2 separate regions of the Anser cygnoides genome follow, and region 1 is linked to region 2. A link is a contact called in public Hi-C data. All regions are on one chromosome and are shown on one strand. The core of a region is the stretch at or near the end of the contact, and the rest is flanking DNA. Distances in the headings are between cores, read along the strand shown. Region 1 has its middle 89 kb from the start of PFKFB3. Region 2 holds the start of RBM17 (RNA binding motif protein 17).

Region 1 (6,243 bases), core at 1,793-4,292, 120 kb before region 2:
TGTGGTTAATCAGCGATATTTATTTTAACCACCATGCAGAAAGTACCATGAGAAAGTAGAAGCATGCCTGTTTAGTCTTTCTTTTTTTTTGAGGTGCTCCATGGAGAGGAATATGAGCATCCTAGAGCTGTGAGATAGGTTAGCCTTCTAGGCCAAGGGATGGAGGCATGATATTTTTAACTGCAAAGCTCTCACTTTGTATCCTACTTCAGAACCAAATCAGGGTTGTGATAGTTAGTGATTTTACTTTTTTTCTTTAGTTCTGGAGCAAAATTATGCTGAACTTTCAGATAGTTTCCATAGTTTTCCAATAGTGTGCTGCCATAGTACATGCAACTTGTGCGTGCACAGCCCTGTAGTCAGTCCCTGCGCTTGGCCACTCTGCTCCTAAAGGCATAAGGGCAGTTTTCTAGGGAGAGCAATGGTAAACGGGAGCACCGGGAATGCCCTAAATGTTGATAAGGTCATCTTGTATCAACCTCCTTCTCTAGTCCATGAAGCCACAATTGCAACTCCAGGTACTGCACCTGCAGGACGTGTCTACACCAGAGGACATTGCTGGGACAGCGATGGCTCTCAATACAGGCTGGGACAGCCACAGCCCAGAGTGGACAGGGACATGATGTGTGCTGGTCTGAGGCACTGTGAGGGGCTTCAGAGAGGGACCCAGATGGCCAGCAGAGCTGCTGCCCACCCATTACCGCACCCTCACCTCCCACCCGCCTGGGGAGCGCAGACCTGTAGAGACAGCATACGCTGACAAAGGTTTTTTAGCTGCTGAGGTAATTCTGCTGCCTCTTTACGAGGATATAAACTAGGCCAACACAAGCACTGCTAACCTAATTGCCTCTGCACCAGAGATTTTGCCAGGCAAGCTCAATCTCTTGGGCTGGAGCATGTTTTTCTCATGCCTCTCTGAACATACCTCTTCTCACAAGATGGCTGTGAGGCGGTTTGCTCTCTTGCTTGATGCTTACAGGGGCTCACTTTCTCCTGGTGGCACAGATGGATGCTTTCTGGGTGAGCATCTGGCTGTGAGCATTGTGGCCTGTGCCCCATCTCCCCCTCTTGTTTCTCCTCTGGCTGCCAGACCCTCTGCAGAAGGGCCGTGATGCCCAGTTAACGTGGTCCAGCCCAGGAGGTCTGCAAAGCCCTGTGCTGTGGCTTGATCAGACCCAACCACTTTGGGCAAGGTCTGTGCAGTTTCCTTCAAGGGTTTCTCCTTCACTCCATCCCAGCCAATGCTGCTAGAGACATCACAGAGGAAAAGGAGACCCAGGACTGTCAGAACAATGGGGTTTGTCTCCAGCTCCAAACTATCTCGAAGCTCAGAGGTGCTCAGCATCAGGACCAGGGTCAATCCTGCCTGCAGGTTGCTGCCTGGATGCCCTAGAGTTCAGTTCTTCCCTTCTTTCCCATTTTCACAGCAAACAATGGAAAACCGAACCCCTCCCAATACAAATTTCGGACTTTTCCCACCACTACATGCTGCAGACCACCGGGTATGCCCTGCCAAGAGAAGACACGAGGTCAGGATCAGCTGCTCTGAAGCACATTCCATCCAGACTGATTGCTGCATCCCCATGCTGCACGTCCACACTGTGCTTTGGACAGGCTGGGTGGCACTGCACTCACCACCACTCATGCCCTCTTCTCTGCCCAGCTGCAAAACCAATAATTTTTCACCCAGATCAAGCAAGGACAGCCACCCCCAGCTTGGCCCGTGCCAGCTTATCCAAAAATCTGTCTGAGACCCTGAGTTTTCCCAGTCTGGGCAGTAGTCTCACATGCCTCTAGTGCAGCCCCCAATGTGGGTATAGACTCAACCCTCCAGCCTTACCCCTCTGCCTCCCCTGGAAAATCACAGCACTCCAGACAATTTACTGTCACGAATCAATAGGATTTAACAGAGCCAAACACAACCCCGAAAGAAATAGCTGATGCCGCTGTATCTTGTCAGCAGCGAACGGAAGCATGATTTGCCTTTGTTGGCATTTTCTGCTTTGTCTCTGACTGGCATTTGCATCTCCTAATTAAAGAAGTATGGGCAACTGTGTAAATATATATATAGGATCGCATTAAAGCCCTGGGATCTATCTGACAGCCCAGCATGATGCAGCAGCATTAGTAATGATTGTTGTATCGTTTCAAATGACCTCATTTGGAGAGGAATTACAGTCAGCCTGTGCGTGTTCTAACCCAGACAGTTGCAGGCACATGAGTTTTAATAGAAATACACCCACTGAACTGCATTTGATTATCCTTTTCTTTATAAAGACCATGAGTGCTGCAAATAAAGCTACTATGTGCCTACATGGTAAAGTATGGCTTATTTTCTTGTATTTTCCACCAGATAAATTTGCTCAGGGAACTTTCAGGTTGGGAGTGTTGGGAGCTGCCAGATGCAAAGGGAGCTGCTTGGGGAACTTTAATTTAACCTCCTCATGCACCAGAACAAGGTTTTCCCCTGCCAGCCTCATCTCTAAAGATGATCATAATTAGTTCCATGAAGTTTTAAATATTATTTCCATGCCACCTTTTTCTAAGCCACCGATGCTATTCCGGAGGTTACTTTGGTTCAGGGCAGTGCCAAGTGCAGTCCAGGCTGGACAAGCTTTTCCACTGATGTCAAGAGTTGAATTTGGTCCAGAAGTCCCTATACCAGGAGTCACCTTTCTTCTCCACCGAGCGTGGCCCCCTCTGTCCCCAGAGCAGCGTGCCCTGTGCCAGCTATTGCTCAGCAGAAAGCAAACGAGGAAGGATTTGGATTTCTTGGGTTACCTACAAAGTGGTTCTTAAAGCATCACTAGGGGTGAAAATTAACGATGCCCTTCCAGCTGCCGGTGCTTAAATAAATTTCTGAGCCTTACCAGCAGGAAGCAAGGTGATCAGTTAGATTATCTAATCATTATCTCCAGTAAGGAGGGCAGCCAGGTCGGGACAGCACTGCTCAGAGTGGCAGTCGGTATATAAATAGGATGGGTACTTACAGATCAGGAGGCTGTGGGTGACCCGGGGTAAAAGAATAACTAATGTATAAATACACTGCGATCCTGCTCAGAGCCTGCTTGTGTTTCATTGGAGAACCTGTGTGAATTGCTGAGTGTGGGGCCGGGTGCCAGCCGCTGATAAGTGACCTTGCTGCGTGCATCAGGGAAGGGTGGATGCGCGCTCCCCGCTGCCATCGATCCCCCCACGGTGATGGAAATCGGCTTTTCCCTCTCCGTGACCTGGAAAAGGACTGTCACGAGGACCGATTAGTGGGTAAGATGCCATCATCCCTATGGCAACCAGAAGGGTGGATGGATGCAGGGGTGTGCTCAGGCCGTGCCGTGAAGGCAGGGACACCGGCGTGGGTCTGGAGGACTTTCCCTGGATTCATGCTTCAACACAAGCAGTGTGTATCTTCTAGAGCTCACAGCACCATTCACACAGCAAAGGGATCCCATTTTGTCACCAGGACTGCTGCGGAAGCCAGAAGAGATGGAAGGAGGCTTGGACTTCTCCAAGAGACATGGAAGGAGGCTTGGACTTCTCCAAAAGAGATGGAAGGAGGCTTGGACTTCTCCAAGGGACATGGAAGGAAGCTCAAACTTCTCCCTGTCCAGAGTCACCAGACCTACACTAAGTTGGGAAAGTCTGGGAAATCGGGCTCAAAATGATCCCCAGTGGCTTCAAGAGGCCTTTATGCAGGTGACTGAGGAGCCAAAGCAAGGTCTCAGCCTGGTCCATGGTCTGCACGAGGCACCATGCCTCGAGAAGCTGAGGACTGTGTTTTCTCTTTCAAAGACCATTGGCACCAAGTCCATGTCAATGTCATCACAGAGGGCTCCTTGTGGGTTCGTGCGTTTCCTGAGAAACCTGCCTGCCTTCACAGGGAGCCCTGGCCGATGAGAACACATCCTCAGCTTTTGATGGTGTTTTTACATCTGTGACTTCCTCCTAAAAAAAAAATAAAAAAATAAAAAAACTGTTATATAACCCAGCCATTTTTAGAAACACAGTCCCAGGGCTGCTCTCAGCAGATCAGTCTGATATTGATTGTTTCAGCTTTCGTGACTTCAGAAAGCCAAATTCTCCACGGGCCAGGAGCTGGAGGAGGAGGGAGGGGGCAGGAAGGGAGGGTGAGAACAGAGCTTAAGGGGCACAGGCAGCATTTTTCTGTGTTACAGTACGTGCCCTGGTGGAACAGAGGATGTGTTATCCTGTCTGCACAGCATTTTCTGACCTGCTTTTGACCCAAGAAACATTTGCATTCATAAATGCTTAAGTTGTCCTCCTGGGAAGCGAGGGAGGGGGAGGAAAAGAAAAGAGTGGGTTTATCAAACCTGGGATCACTGCAGGGCTTGGAAAACAATCTCTCTTCTTCTCTCTTCCAGCCCCTCTGTAAAACAGCCTGCATGCAAGAGGGCTTGTTTATTAGTCTCTGTAATGGATAGTGTTTGCCAAGACAGGTCCTCAGTCGGTGACCTTGCTTTGAGAGGAGGCTGAAATGGATTCACGGGGGCCACCCCACTCCCTACCGTGCCCCAGAAAGGAGGTGACTGGATGATATAATGCTGGGAGCCCTCACCCGGCACCTCTCTTGCTGAGAGAAACAGTCCTGAGAAGGGCAAATAGAAGAAACGATTCATCTCCCTGTTTCCCATGTGAGAGCCTGGAAACGCAGGGCGCAGGCTGGTGAAGAAGGACTTGGGAGGAAGGGGGAGGAAAGGCAGGTTTGTTGGCAGTCCTGGGAAAGAAGGGGAGGAAGAGTTGGACTGAGAGGAAAATTTAGCTCCAAAACTGATGAAATGTAAGGGGGGAATCTGCCAGCTAGAGCTGAGGGTCTGTCATCCCACTGAAGGAGGAATGCAGAATGATGGAGCAGCCCCCTGCTGGAAATCAAAGGGGCAGAAAGGAAGAAAAATTGCGTTTGAGCAGACCTTATTCAGCAAGATATAAATTGACAGCATGCCTCAGCCTCATCCAGGCTGAGGAAGGCAACCTGAGGAGAAAAATAAACTCTTACAGAGAGTGATTCATCTGTCCTGTTGTGATCCCTAACTAGACCTGAAAGGAATCATCACCAGGAGAGGACTGCTATTTTTTACTGCAGGTCCCTTTGCAATAAAGGGTTTTGACATCCGACTTGCATATATCTGAGCTAGATCACAGAAATCTGATCCGTGCTGATTTTTTTTGTTTTATTATTACTTATTTATTTTGTCAAGTCAAGTTTGTGAAGCAAAAAGTTTTGTGAACTGAAAAAAAAGACTAGACTACTATAAATGTCTTGAAGCATGGGTCTTATTAAAATAAAATTAAAATAAAATAAAAATAAAAAAAGACAAGTAGAATGAGAACAAGTGCACAAAAAGTGATAAGAAGGACAGAGATGTGGATCTGAGCTTCCATGACAAGAAATTAAGTATGGTCTTTTGGCCTGCCTTAGCACAGCCACTGCACTGCTGTGTTGTGATGTGTGCTGAGGATTGCATGGAACTATCTTGATGCAGGCAGTCTGCCAACTTCTACACAGAGACAGCAGAGAGGTTGTTGGAGAAAGCCCTGGAGATCCCAGCAGATTTCTTCAAACCAGACAAAAAGTCGACATCAAGGAGTTAATACAAGTGGTTTGGGAAAATGCAGGGGATGAATGGTCCTTGACAGCTACCTTTGCCATCAGCGGCAGCATCAGCCCCACCTTTACCCCAAGCTCCAGCCTTGCCATCATATTTGACTGACAAAACTGCCAGTCTCATACCAGCATGTGTTGATCAGCAGTCTTTCTTCCCAAGAAATTATCCTTACTAGCACAAGGAAACCTATAACTTGCCTTCTCTCCACAGAAGTAATTTTATGCCTCCAAGGGTAGCCAAGGAATGCTATAATAAAGCAACCAGAAAGTCCCAAGGATTTACTTAGGGGACATCTATTCACTGAGCCAAACTAAGACCTTTAGTATCTTGATGTTGTTATAGACTGTGGAGCCCATCTCAGCCAGATCAGGGTGGTGAGCAAAGGATAAAAAGGCAAAGGGAAAAGAGATGTTTTCCTTTCCATTTATGTGTTTCCCCCTAGGTTTAAGTCATTACCAGAAGCCATTTCTGCAACTGCTTGAGGAAATCTGCCTGGAGCAGCTCAGAGCGACTTTCTGCTCTATCTTCCCAGTGGTTGCCATCATCTTTTGGGGGATCTGATTTCCAACCAGTGCAATGGGCATCTTCAAAGGGCCAAGTGAGTAGTGATTTTTAACCTGCT
Region 2 (6,307 bases), core at 2,079-4,578:
AAAAAATGACCAAAATACAAAATGTCCAAAATATAACAAAATAGCTTTCTAAAAAGCAGCTTTATTTATATACTTGAAGATGAACTCTCCAATTTCTTTTTTAAAGGATAAAAACCAGTATCAAATCCTTCACTCTGCAAAGCTCGATATATCATTTATTTTAAACTTACCAACATACAGTAATTCTCAATATTTCTAATAAATGTTTCTGATGTGGGTAACTTAGCTTATTTCATATTTTAGTGGTGGCAAAGGCCAACTCAGCTCGAAGCCAGATGTTTGTCAACTATGGTTATAAAACTACTACACAAACACAGATCTGATTCAATACTTCAAAGAAAGCTTCAGTTAAACCAGTGCAGACCTTCCCCTTTTTAAGTGAGAGGGATCAAACGTTGCTTGCATATGTACTAAAACATCCAGTAAATGGTTTGGACTAGGACCAAAACCATGTATCAGAAGTTCAGGTGATCTCTCTTCAGTTCAGTTTGAACCCAGTGGACTTTTTTTAAGAAAGGGCTCAGAATTATTCTAACGAAAAATTATAGTGTTTGTCATATTTTTCCATCTAATAAAATGTATCAAACTATTTTGAATTTTCAATTTTCCAATCCTATTCTATTCTTCTATTACTATTATTATAAAAAATACCTAATAGACTAGACATTTCAGATCTCATTCATGCAGGCTCTTCCAACTAACAAAATCCTGCTCTCAACTTTATCACCATAAATTAGGAGTAATTCCAGCAAAGAAAAAAAAATGCTATGCTTAGATAATTATTCTGTATCTGTACCACTACTACTTTTTTTAATTAAGTAATCTCACTCTTGACCCTTCAGACCACAGAGAACATAGATGTGTCTCACATGAACCAAACAATTAACACTGTTTAAAGAAACTGGGTGAAATACTGTAGCAATAAAAAGAAAATGGCTCTGTCATAGTTGAAGCTCAAGGAATCAGCTTGCACTCCTTTTCTCTCTTGCATACTTGGTATATTTTCTGAAAAAATTTCTAAAGCACAACAATTTGCACATTAGTACCTAAACACATTTAAAACAACAAGCAGAAAATGAGGCAAGTAGGTAAATAACTATTGATACAAATGCAAAGAATGACCAACAACCAGTACTAACAACAATCAAGTGCAGTATGACCCTTACCTACTCTGAAAAAAAAAAAAACTGCTTAATTTCATTATCTTCAAAGTTAAGGAGAACTTTTGGCTCTCCAGGTAACAAGATTTGAGGCTCACAGCAAACACATCACTTCTTTGTTCAATTTTAGTCTTGCAAGACTTCCTAGAACACACTTCAAGAAACAGACATCTTGTTTTCCCCGGCTCCTTGCTACAAACTGTTAGACAAATCCTAAATTACCCCAAATCTATCCTAAGGTCAAAAACTTCTATTAAAAGATGTTTTAATAATAGAAAGCAAAATTACGAAGGTACTATACCTTTGCTTGAGTGAGAGCTGCCTTCTTCACCTGCAATTGAGACTGCAGTAGTTTGAAATTTTTGGACCAGCCTTCTGTCTTGGAATCGCTGGTCTCAACTCCCAAATCATCATAAAGTGACATTTTCTCTTCAATTTAAAGCTACAAAACAAAAATATATGTCAGATTATTTAATGAATCTTACACCCAGTACATAGTTGCTACTACTATGGATATGTCTGTACAACGTATTTTTAAATCTTTTTTTCCAAGCCAGAGAGAATTCCAAGCGATAACATTTTTCTGCTTAGTAGCAAACATACAGCCTATTAAGTAAGGCTGTGCAAAAATAACTTTTTCAAAAAGGTAATGAATACTCTTCAAATGTTAACAGGTGCCAGAAACTTTCCAAAATTACATTTGTAGCTTTAGATACCAATCATTTCAAGTTCTGAAGCTACACTGTAGTCCATGCCAACATTTGGAGGTTGCCCACAGAATCCAACATCAAGTACTACACAAACTGCAAGACTTTCAGATCCAAATAACAAAATAACTCCTGTCTCTGACACTGAAGTTATCTGCACAAACATATCAACGTTCCAATCATCTTTGTAAACATCACTACTTTTTGCATCAGTGTAGGCTGAAAAAGAATATCTTTCTTATAACAATTATACTTGCCAGAGCATTCTTTGTCAAATTATTTTTAAGTAACTATTTTCACAGCATGTAAAGGCCTAACAAATACATTGAACAGACACAGAAATATATATATATATTTATATATATAAATTAGCTAAGTAACAACATCAGTGACGTGACATGAAATACATCACTTTGTCTGATACTGTGCCTAACATGAAAGGAAGAAGAGAAAATGTGAATGTAAACAGAAGTCTATTACCTGTGGAACAATCTGTAAGGCAATTATTTAGCCTCTGTTAGCCCTGGATTACAGTCCCTCTCCAGTCAAAAGCTTTAACTTTTTACTTTACTGCAGGAACGAACATTACTGATAAATGTTCTGCAGTGAAACGTTACAGACTCATTAGAATAAGGCCTTGCTCCCACAGACGTGACAGATAGTTATGTTTCAGGCAACCTGCTCAGATATAGGTCTCTCTTAGATGTGTTTAAATTTATGTGAAAAGTCTTAGATGCAGGAGACAGTAATCCCAAAGGGGGACATGCTCAGCAAAAATTTAAAAAAAAAAAAAAAAAAAGAGAAAATGCAGATTTCATCCTGCTGGGGAATGGGAACAATCAGGGCTCAGTAAAACACAATTCACCAAGAAAATAACCCATTCTACGGAAAAGGCAGGATTACTGGGGTTATTATAAACATGGGCACAGGCAGGGGTACACATAGGGGACACATTTTGATGCACATGGGAACAGGCTGAAAACAAGGCACTAACTGAACTCCTGCCTGCCACAGGGAAGCGGAGATGGTGCCAAACAGGGGGCAGAGAACCAAGCAGAGGCACCATAACCACGATAACACAAAAAAGCAGCCTGCTGCTTCTGCCCACACAGGGGCCGAGGCCTGAGGGACACCCCCCCCCACAGGCCTACACCCCCCCCCCCCCCGAGGGGAGCAGCCGGAGGGTGCCGGCCGCCCTCGTCCCACCTCACCCAACGCCCTCCCTTCCCTCCTCGCATCCCCGGAGCCCGAAGGCGGCCTCCCAAGCCATGCAGAACCGGCCGGGGCCCGCCCGCCGCCGCTCACCCGTCACGGCGCCGCCATTAGCCGGCCGCTGAGGCAGCCGGGAAGCGGCTCCCCCCAGGGCGGCCGCGCCTGCGCCCCGCCGCCCGCCCCGCCGCCATTTTACAGCCCCCTGGCGGCGGGAGGAGGGAGCGGCCGCCATCACGTTTCCCTCCCTCCCCGCCGCGGTGTTTCCCCAAATCCCAGTTAGAATATGGAGTCATTAAGGTTGGAAAGGACCTACAAGATCACCTGGTCTAACCATCCCCCTACCACCAATATCACCCACAAACCATGTCCCTAAGCACCACGTCCAACCTTTCCTTGAACACCCCCAGGGACGGTGACTCCACCACCACCCTGGGCAACCCGTCCCAGTGCCTGACTGCTCTTTCTGAGAAGAAATGTCTCCTCGTTTCCAACCTGAACTTCCCCTGGCACAACTTGAGGCCATTCCCTCTGGTCCTATCACTGGTTAGCTGTGAGAAGAGGCCGACCCCCAGCTCCCCACGCCTTCCTTTCAGGTAGCTGCAGAGAGCAATGAGGTCTGCCCTGAGCCTCCTCTTCTCCAGACCAAACACCCCCAGTTCCCTCAGCCGCTCCTCACAGTACTTGTGTTCCAGGCCCTTCACCAGCTTTGTAGCTTTTCTCTGGATACGCTCCAGGGCCTCGATGTCCTTCTTGTAGTGAGGGGCCCAAAACTGAACACAGTACTCGAGGTGCGGCCTCACCAAAGCAGAGTACAGGGGGATGATCACCTCCCTGGTCCTGCTGGCCGCACTACTCCTGATATAAGCCAGGATGCCGTTGGCCTTCTTGGCCACCTGGGCACACTGCTGGCTCATGTTCAGGAAAGCATCAGTCAGCACCCCCAGGTCCTTTTCCTCGGCACAGCTTTCCAGCCACTCTGCCCCAAGCCTGTAGCGCTGCGTGGGGTTGTTGTGGCCAAAGTGCAGGACCCAGCACTTAGCCATGTTGAACTTCCCAGTAGTCACCAGTATGGCACTGGGGAGGGAGACCCCAGCCCTGCTCAACGCTGGGAGTTGTGGGCTTGGGGAGACTGTGTTGTGATGGGGGAAGGAGGGAAATTGCTGCCATTTCTGACCTCCCCCTGTGACCAGATAATGCTTTTTAATTAAGGTGCCAGACCCCCAGTGGAGCACCCAACTGCAGACTGTGGTGCCTCCAGTGCAAAATCTGACATAAACAGCAATACAAACAGTGTTTGTGAAGTTTCTGGCGTGGGCAGGACTGCCTGGAGATGTCAGCAGGTGGAGAAGGCAGCGATGGCTTGTGCAGCCCTCGGGCCCCCCAGGTGCTCCTGAAAACATACCGATGGCATACATGTCAGACAGTACGCGCTCAGGTTGCATACATGCCAGAACATATACACCTGACTTCATGGCACGTCCGTTTTGCAAGCAGGACAGGGTAGGATGCAGCCAAGTGGAATTTTGGGAGGAGTTTTGCAAGGAACTCACGCCCTGTTTGTCATCACAGGCGTGAAGTTTGGGCTCACAGCATCCTCAGTCCCAAAGAAACCCAAATTCCTTTTGGTTTGCACAGCTTCCAGTTCTGCTAAATGGAGATGGGAGTCATTCATCCCACCATCTACATGTGACATTGGGCAGATCTCTACAATGATCCCTGCAATAACCCTCTAAAGAAGGCGTGTGAAACCATGGAAATAGGGACAAACACAGAGAAACAACCATAAACACAAACTAAACTTTATTTTGGCAACACCAACCAACAAACACTGTTGGATGCTCTGCATAGTTTACACGAAGAAAGCCGCTAAAATCCCAATGGCAACAGCAATCCCCAAACTCACGTCAGTTCTGCATTCAGAATCTGAATAATCATCTGGGGCACCAAGGTTTTCACTCCATGTCATGCATGGAGCCCCTGTCACAGCTGAGGAGAGAAGAAATAATCTTTTTTTTTTCTTTTTTCTGAATTGTGAGGTCTCTGGGAAATGGAGTCTTGCGTGGCAGTATGCCTCAGCAATGTCACAAGATACCACTGACCCTTATTTTGTTGGGGCTGCACTGGAGTTTGAAGCAGATTTAGGATTTGGTCAGCAGAGGGCAGAATTATATTCGTTCCTGTATTCGTTCGCTGTATTTGGTCGCTGTATTTTCCCTGTACAAGATATCACATTTCTATCCTCTATTTCTAACTCCTTAAGAAAACTTTAGTAACTTACTGAATGAGTAATCTGTCAGCTTGTCTCCCCGGGCATTCAGCATTTCCAGTTACTTACCAAGCTCATCTTAATTTCTGGAAAATAAAAATGGAGAGAATAATATGAGTTTGACAACACGGTTGTAGTGAAAGAGTTAGGAAGAAAGAAAACTTACACTCATTTCACATCAAGTGCGTTTCAGACATCCCCATCTATTATTCATACATGTTTGTTACCATTTCACAGTGCTGTAACTGCCACTAATGCTGAGGTTGCTGAGTAATTGTGTTTTTGCACAGCATTTGGCTGTTAGAAGTATCGATAGCATTTGTTTTCCCAGACAGTCCCTAAAATTCTGTATCTGTCCAAGCCTAGAGTTCATCCAACCACACCAATTTCCCATTTTTTCCAGGTAGCTCACCCCAAAGCCATTTGCTAATTATCCAAAGCCGCCTTTTTTACAGTAGCAAGAATCTTCTTTTTGGCTTATAATGGGCAGAGGGATCTCCAGCTCATACCAGGCAGTGTCAGATTGGATGAGCTGAGATTTCCAAGAACTGCAGCCACTTGCACCACATGATAAAGCAGTGGAAATAAATAAACATGCAACCCTGTCTGCAAAACAAAGCAAAACCTCAAAGCAAATAGCATTGTCACTTCAACCTCAAAATACTACAAGCACTATCTCTTTATTAATCAGAAAGCCCTTATCTCCAGCATTGCTTCTGACTGTGCTACTGTGCAATTTCCTCGTGGTGAAGAAAAAAGGTGCCAGTAAGTAATGCTGCTAAATCGAGCAGATTTGATTCCAAGTTCTGGGCTACACCAGCCTCTTCCCCTCCTAGTTATGCTGGCCCCTACTAAGCGAATCTTTCTAGGCAGTACATTTCCAGATGGATCTATTTTAATAATAACAGTGAAAGCTTCTTAAATGTAAGAAAAAATGTTCTTCAGTTTATTTATGGAGGATC

The links. A called contact is a pair of places that touch in the nucleus more often than the background predicts.
Region 1: a contact with region 2 is called in a Hi-C map of fetal liver, with 2.6 times the contacts expected there. The contact joins the enhancer-like site here to the promoter of RBM17 in region 2. A contact is called at or near these places in 5 of 7 Hi-C or Micro-C datasets (fetal liver, granulosa cells and liver).

Annotation. Positions count from the first base shown.
Region 1 is chr1:4,108,125-4,114,367 of Taihu_goose_T2T_genome, reverse strand. No RefSeq gene overlaps it. Among named protein-coding and RNA genes, the nearest start is that of PFKFB3, 89 kb to the right of the region's middle. Within about 2 kb of position 3,042, at least 1 of the 3 cell types and tissues checked has open chromatin away from gene starts, as enhancers often do. A contact at or near this core is called in fetal liver, where this site is marked.
Region 2 is chr1:3,990,627-3,996,933 of Taihu_goose_T2T_genome, reverse strand. RBM17 (RNA binding motif protein 17) reads right to left here and starts at 3,328. Exons shown (of 12, transcript XM_048062671.2): 1 at 3,173-3,328; 2 at 1,462-1,602. The coding sequence starts at 1,584.